Linked DNA regions of Mus musculus: region 2 is linked to region 1. A link is a contact called in public Hi-C data. All regions are on one chromosome and are shown on one strand. The core of a region is the stretch at or near the end of the contact, and the rest is flanking DNA. Distances in the headings are between cores, read along the strand shown. Region 1 has its middle 7.9 kb from the start of Gm25622. Region 2 has its middle 280 kb from the start of Mir7094-1.

Region 1 (3,725 bases), core at 764-3,263:
AGTGTAGGTGGGGTTGGCTGGAGACACTGGCCCTCAGAATTCCTTAATTCTGTCAAATTTCACGAACATCTCTTCACTTCAGTCATAAATTCTCTTAGTGTGGGGTGTGGCTGTGTGTCCACATGGGATGTGGAGTCTAGGCTGCTGAGGAGCCTGGCTTGGGCCTTGGAACCTGCTGCCAGTAACTGTGCACACACATGGCATGCACAGAGCCTGGGCATTACCATGAGGTGGACATGAGCCTGGGTGGGTAAGCCTGCACCCCTACCTTCACTACCAAGTGCAGCCTTAGACACATGGGACACATGCCCTTCCCCATCGTAACTGTATGACTAGTCAGAGCATGCGCTGTCTCCCACACTAGAGGAAGAGCTACTGACCCCACCTGCCTTGAGAAAACAGCCCTTCCCCAACCTGCTCTAAGAGCTCTAAGGAGAGTTTCGAGTAGGCAGTAAGTGCAATTCTACCAGAGGCCACATGAGGCCAGTAGAGTCTTGCTCTTGCAGGCCTCAGGCCCATGCTGGTTAGAACAGGGCTGGGAGGAACTTTGTAGTCATAGTAGACTCTGTGGAGCTCTGAGCTCAGAGCCCCTCCTGGTGACTGCAATTTGGTCAGTCAGAGAATCCCGGTCAACAGTGAGACTTTAACACCATCACATGACCTCTGGATTTCTACCAATGTTGTTTTCTCTCCACGCCCGACTCATTTGTGATGTGAACAGTGCTGGAGCCTCAGCGGGGAGGAGGATTAGAGACATAAATGTCTAAACACACACACACACACACACACACACACACACACACACACACACACACACACACACACTGGAGGGTCAGAGATGTCTAGTTGGGCCTTCGTCTCTTCTGTTATTTGGCGACTCCATTTAGATTTCTTTCACATATGTATATATATATATTTTAAAAAAATTATTTACTTATTATATGTAAGTACACTGTAGCTGTCTTCTGACACTCCAGAAGAGGGAGTCAGATCTCATTACGGATGGTTGTGAGCCACCATGTGGTTGCTGGGATTTGAACTCAGGATCTTTGGAAGAGCAGTCAGTGCTCTTAACCACTGTGCCATCTCTCCAGCCCCCTATATGTATATATTTTAAGAAGCTTCTATCGTAGTAGTTTTCTGTAGGTGCCAGGTTTTGAACTTGGCTTGGCACAGCATGCAGTGGTGCATCTGTCCACCAGGGGGCACCTGAGCACTACGCTGTGGTCATTGTGGAGACGCCACAGGTGTATCTCAGGTGCTTAGGCAACCAGCTAGTGTGACAGCCCTGACCAGTCTCACGACTGGCCTAACCGTGCTTCCTCAGTGCCAGACACCAGATTGCAAAGTATCGTTAGGCCCTAGGAACCCAACAGGTATTAGGGACAGTGCAGGTCGGGGGCGGGGCGGCTGGAGCTGGTGGCCCTGGGTACCCCCTAATTCTGTTGACACTTAGCCCTCTCCCCACCTACCTCAGTTATTAATTCTCTTTGTTTCCTGGCGTGTCCATGGATCTGTGTGGAATATGGGACTGTAGACTGCCCAGGAGCCCAGACTGGGGCTTATTTATTTATGTAATTTTTTATTTTTCCTGTTGCTGGTACATTGTGCACAAGATATGTACAGAGTCTTGGGGTAACCACGAGGAGAATATAAGCCTTCTCTCCCAAACTGCAGTACAAGCCTGAACTCTCAACTTGATCATCAAAACCCAGGCATGTACTCCTGGTCGCTTTAGCTCAGTGGTTCTCAATCTTCCTTACGTTGTGACCTTTTAATACAGCTCTTTATGTTGTCATCCCAACCGTAAAATTATTTTTTTTGCTACCTCATAACTGTAATTTGTTTACTGTTTCAAATCATCTGACTTTCAACTAGTGTGGAAAAGACATCGGACCCCTTAGCGGGGATCCTGACACACAGGTTGAGAACCAGTGCCTTAGTCCCTCTGCGCCTGCGTAAGAGGAGCTTCCTGTGGGCTGCAAAGATAATACCACCAATGGCCACATGGTGGCAGCAGAGATCTGCTCCTGGGGGCACCTTCTCCAGTCGCAGTTCCTGTTCCCCTGTCATACTATTTCCACCAGTGTCTACATTTATCATGGGTGATACATGAACTCCCTGGGACACAGATGTGTAAACATGGGGACACACACATGGACATTTGCGTGTGTACATACTCTGGGTCTGTTTTGTTACTGAAAGTACACCTGGTTGGGTAGAGCCAAGTATCTGAATCCGGCCTTCCGTGTGCAGTGACACACATGGTCACCAGGGGGCGCACGAGCCCTGTATTACACCACTCTGGAGCCCCAGCAGGCACACCTGGAGTTGAGGCATCACTGGTCCATCTGTGCCTTGACCAGCCCCAGGGCTAGGCCTGATCACATCCCCTGTGTGCCAGTCTTGATTGGCAGGGGTGGGGGCGGGGGTCCCAACAGACCCCAGGAAGCCAATAGCACAGAGGATGCTGGGACAATTACACAGGGGTCAGGAGGTGTGCTCCTGGGTCAGGAGTTTAAGTCTGCACTCTCAATACAGACTTATAATAAGGCACATGTCCCTACCCACCCTAAATAGGTGGGGTGTGTGCTTCCATCTAAAATAACTAGATAGGAATACATCCCTTTAGTCCATAGCTACACGGGGCAGGCCGCCCTTCACACCCTGACAAACCCTCCTTGCCCCCATCATCCCTAGGGAGAGCGTCTGCGTGGTGTGTGTGCAACGCTGGCTATGCTCACACGGGGGCAGCAGAGTTTGCTTGCTCAGTGCCAGCTCTGAGCTGCTGAGGCAGATGTAACCTGACTATAGTGCTCACTATGGAGACCAGGGCAGGCCTTTTCCACTTTTGCTGGACTGGGCAAAGGCTGTACCTTTGCTCTGAGCTGTGCAGGGCTGAACTTAGGCTTGTAGCTAGCACCCCACTGAGTTTAGTGCTCGGACAGGACACCAAGTGAGGTGTTGAGACAAGTCATGGGGAGTCCCCTTACCTACTTGCCTGGCTTGGGCAGCTCTGTGGGGTCTGAGAGGGTGGCGGGAAACAGAGCTGCCTCAGTTGTTGCCCTGGGAGGGGAGCCTGGTTTGCAGGCTACATGGGCATTCAGTAAGCAGTCTGGCTGGGAGGGTCAGGCCCCTCGTGAGATAAGGACACAGGTTCGAGGTGCTCAGGTCTGTGGGAGCCTTCAGAGACATGCTATATGATCCCCATCTGAGCTTGGAGATCAGCAAGGTGAACGCAGTAGGCTGCCTGTCCCATCTGGCTATGTTTCTGTTTGTTCCTCTAGAGAGGCACACATGCCTATAGCCCCGAGATTCCTTCTGACAACCCTAAGGCCACACTCCATCTGTTCGCAGCCATTCCCAACTACGCCTCCTGCACAGGTCCACTTATGAGCTATGTCTTATGCTGCCCAAGGTTATAAAACAGGCCACAGGCAAGCCAGCAGCTGCGCGTGTATCTTCAGACTCAACTCTACAGTGCTTTCCTCCACGGACTTGGTGTCCCTAGCTCTGAACCCATGACATTTCTGTAGAGAGGGTCTCCATGTAGCTGCATGGAAGTAAGATAGCCAAGGCAAGGCTAAGACCAAAGTGGCTCTGATAGAGCCAGCTCGGGGGCAGACCCTGGGACGCTCTCCTAAAGAGCCACTGGAAATGTGGGCCAACTCTTCACCCTTTCTCTGGAACAAGTGTGTAGCAAGAACGATGGGACCAAAGGATTG
Region 2 (3,725 bases), core at 584-3,083, 970 kb after region 1:
GAGGCAGAGGCAAGCCAAAATTTGATCAAGCTAGCCCAGTCTATAGAAAGAGTTCCAGGGTAGCCAGGGCTACACCGAAAACCTTAACTCAGAAATTAAGAATTGCCTTTCTAATCTGTCTCAGTCCTCCTTCAGCTTGAAATTTTCTACTGAATTAAATCTAATCTCCTTGTTCTAATTTCTGGAACCTTCTCTATTTGCCCCACCCTCACACTTTTTTTTAAAAATAATTCATTCGTGAAGCAAAGTTTAAAGTAGATTACTGTTAACAGAACTATCAACTATAAGCAGTGAAGGTGGATTATAGAGAGGGATCAGCTGGACTTTGCATCCTAGTCAATACTCTTAGGAAGTACTAGGTCCAGCATCCTTTAAGTGGAGTTGGATAGTAGTATTAGCTTCCCAAACTAAGGCTTTATCATGCATTATAACTACTGATATTGAAGGTTCTTAAGGGATTTTTCCAATCCTATACCCTCCTTACAGCTTTCCTCTTTGGCCTAGGATCAAGGCTAGGCAAAGCTCCATTCTCTACCCACATGAATATTCTTGAGTAAAAAATTCTCAGAAAAACCACAGAATGTACTGACTGATAGTCACCTGATCCTCTGGAATGTTCCAGGTAGAGTTGAAGTGTGTGTCATGCTTGGTAGCCAATGAATTTAAAGTTCAATATGCTTAGCTAATAAGAGCTGTATTCTTGCTGATGTAACCTGTGCCCCTAAAATGTATAAAAACTGCTTGTAACAGCCATTTGGTGTCACCTTCTAGTAACTCTTCTTGAAATTAATTGAAGGTCGAACCCCTCATATAGGAAAATAAACCTCTTTTTTTTTTTAAGGATTTATTTATTTTATGTGTATGGGTACACCGTAGCTGTAATGATGGTCGTAAGCCATCATGTTGTTGCTGGGATTTGAATTCTACTCACTCAGGTCTAAAGATTTATTTATTATTATATCTAAGTACACTGTAGCTGACTTCAGACACACCAGAATAGGGTGTTAGATCTCTTTAACGATGACTGTTGAGCCACCATGTGGTTGCTGATTTTTGAACTCAGGATCTTCAGGAGAGCAATCAGCGCTCTTAACCAGTGAATCATCTCTCCAGCTCAGACCTCTTGTTTTTTCGTCAATCTGTGTCTCACCCGGAGACATGTTGAAGTAAGGGTCTTATGGTAAACTCAGAGAACCTACCTCCTGTAAAATATACAGATGTGAGGGATTTGCTTTAAGGAAGTTGTTGGTGAGTCCTCTGACCTGTACACCTTGCTCCATCTTCCAGGGCTGGTTAAAGAAGCCTCCTCCAGTTTACCCTGCACAGGGAGGGACTGGAGGGGTCAGGCGGCTGTGGCAGTGTCTCACTGCTTTCAACAAATTTGAGGATAACTTGCTCATCATTTCCTCCAGAGAATACTTTAGTGTTTCCACTGTTTAAAGCCAGGCAGAAAATGTTGGAATGGTGATCCCCCTTCAGCTGTCTGGGTTTGACCCTGGAGCAGATAGCTTCTTCCATGTGCCATAACAGAAATTGGAAATCATCTTCCCCTGAGACCAGCCACTGGCCCCCATTGTTGGAGAATTCAATGGCATTGACACAGCGGAAGTGGCCGAGAAGGTCCTTCTTGTAGAAGTTTCTGCAGCCCTGCAGGTGTCTTCTTTCATACTTTCATGCTGCCCCCTTCATTCTGCCCCTAACCAGGCCAGCTTTTCTCTTCAAGCAGGAACTGCTGCAGCCCCTCCCTTGGCTGCATGCCAGGGTGCTGCTCTCCTCCTGTCCCTTCCTGCCTGCTGGCTCATAAGGACTTCAGACTTTCTCTTCTTCATTTCTCTGGGAGTAGAATCAGCACTGTTGCAAGAACTTGTGGATCAGCTGTGTGGACAGTTGGGCTTCCCTTAACATGCCCTGCTACTCTAAAGTCTGGACAGCCTACTCAAGAGCATCAGAGGATAATGCAGACCACACTGCTTCCTGTGGAGTCCGAAGTTGTAGTCTGGAAAAGTGTGTCCAACATGACATCACAGTGCAAGACTAAGTTATCCAAGAGCCTGCTGCACATGACTGGACTCAGAAACCAAGAAACAGCTAGAAGAGGAGGAGCTGAAGATGATCAGCGACAAGCACTGATACCTGGGTTTTCCCTGGGTTCCATAAGAAAAGTGCTCGTGCTCGTAGCCTTTAAATAAAAAAGATACAAAATGGGAGATTTCAAAAACGTGATGTAGCTATTAGCTGTTCCAAGTGGGAAAACTTTCCATGCAAATTCTACTGGAAAAGTCTGATTTTAAAGAAGCTGTAAAGGTATTCATTTTAGGACCCTGCCTTGTACCTGCTTAATCCACTGCTCGTATTTTTGCTGGTTTGTAATAGCATGAATCCTAACAATATTTTGGTCATGGAAATTAGGAAGAGGATGGTAAGTTCAATACCAGCCTTGGCCAACTAATTAGACCTTGGCAAAAGAAAACTAGGAAGAATTCTTAGGACACTGTATGTTGGAGGTTGACTTCTGTATAAAGTATAGAAAAACACAGTAATATGCAGCTTGTCAGCTGTGTAAAAAAATACCTGTTAGGTTTTTCAGTCTGGACAAGCATTTGCCATTGGCATAGTCATGGGGTCTTTACTGTTTGTCCCCGAGAATTTTTTTCCTTTCCACACATTAGAATGTAATAAATACTGACTACTTCTATCAATCATTGAAAAATCTATGTGCCGAGTAAATTCAGTAGCTGAATTGTGATAAATAAAATCTGAATTTGATTTCCTAACTCTATATCTGTGCCTATTCAGCTATCTCAGGACCACTTTGAAGCTGAAGACATTGACCCAAAGGAAATTATGTATCCAAATGAAACAGAACTGCAAAAACCTGGTCTAGAGACAACAAAATAACTGAAAGCAAGATGTGGAGAAAGAGGAACACGCCTCCATTCTTTGTGGGATTGCAAGCTTGTAAACCACTCTGGAAATCAGTCTGGTGATTCCTCAGAAAATTGGACATAGTACTACTGGAAGATCCCGCAATACCTCTCCCAGGTATATATCCAGAAGATGTTTCAACTGGTAAGAAAGATACATGCTCCACTATGTTCATAGCAGCCTTATTTATAATAGCCAGAAGCTGGAAAAACCAAGATGCCCCTCAACAGAGGAATGGATACAAAAATTGTGGCATATTTACACAATTGAGTACTACTCAGCTATTAAAAAGAGTGAATATATGAAATTCTTGGCAAATGGATGGACCTGGAGGGCATCATCCTGAGTGAGGTAACCCAATCACAATAGAACTCAAATGATATATTCTCACTGATAAAAGGATATTAGCCCAGAAACTTAGAATACCCAAGATATAAGATACAATTTGCGAAACACATAAAACTCAAGAAGAACGAAGACCAAAGTGTGGATACTTTGCCCCTTCTTAGAATTGGGAACAAAACACCCATGGAAGGAGTTTCAGAGAGAAAGTTTGGAGCTGAGACAAAAGGATGGACCATCTAGAGACTGCCATATCCAGGGATCCATCCCTTAATCAGCCTCCAAACGCTGACACCATTGCATACACTAGCAAGATTTTGCTGAAAGGACCCAGATATAGCTGTCTCTTGTGAGACTATGCCAGGGCCTAGCAAACATAGAAGTGGATGCTCACAGTCAGCTATTGAAGGGACCACAGGGCCCCCAATGGAGGAACTAGAGAAAGCACCCAAGGAACT

Evidence for each region. A called contact is a pair of places that touch in the nucleus more often than the background predicts.
Region 2: a Hi-C map of pro-B cells shows a contact between it and region 1, with 4 times the contacts expected there. The contact joins two enhancer-like sites. A contact is called at or near these places in 4 of 15 datasets of contacts at CTCF or cohesin (embryonic stem cells, large pre-B cells, pro-B cells and 1 more), 2 of 484 Hi-C or Micro-C datasets (large pre-B cells and pro-B cells) and 2 of 115 datasets of contacts at active chromatin or transcription factors (astrocytes and large pre-B cells).

The regions. Positions count from the first base shown.
Region 1 is chr12:113,220,213-113,223,937 of GRCm38.p6, forward strand. No RefSeq gene overlaps it. Among named protein-coding and RNA genes, the nearest start is that of Gm25622, 7.9 kb to the left of the region's middle. Within about 2 kb of position 2,014, at least 76 of the 459 cell types and tissues checked have an H3K27ac peak or open chromatin away from gene starts, as enhancers often do. A contact at or near this core is called in pro-B cells, where this site is marked.
Region 2 is chr12:114,187,333-114,191,057 of GRCm38.p6, forward strand. It overlaps Igh. Among named protein-coding and RNA genes, the nearest start is that of Mir7094-1, 280 kb to the right of the region's middle. Within about 2 kb of position 1,834, at least 4 of the 459 cell types and tissues checked have an H3K27ac peak or open chromatin away from gene starts, as enhancers often do. A contact at or near this core is called in pro-B cells, where this site is marked.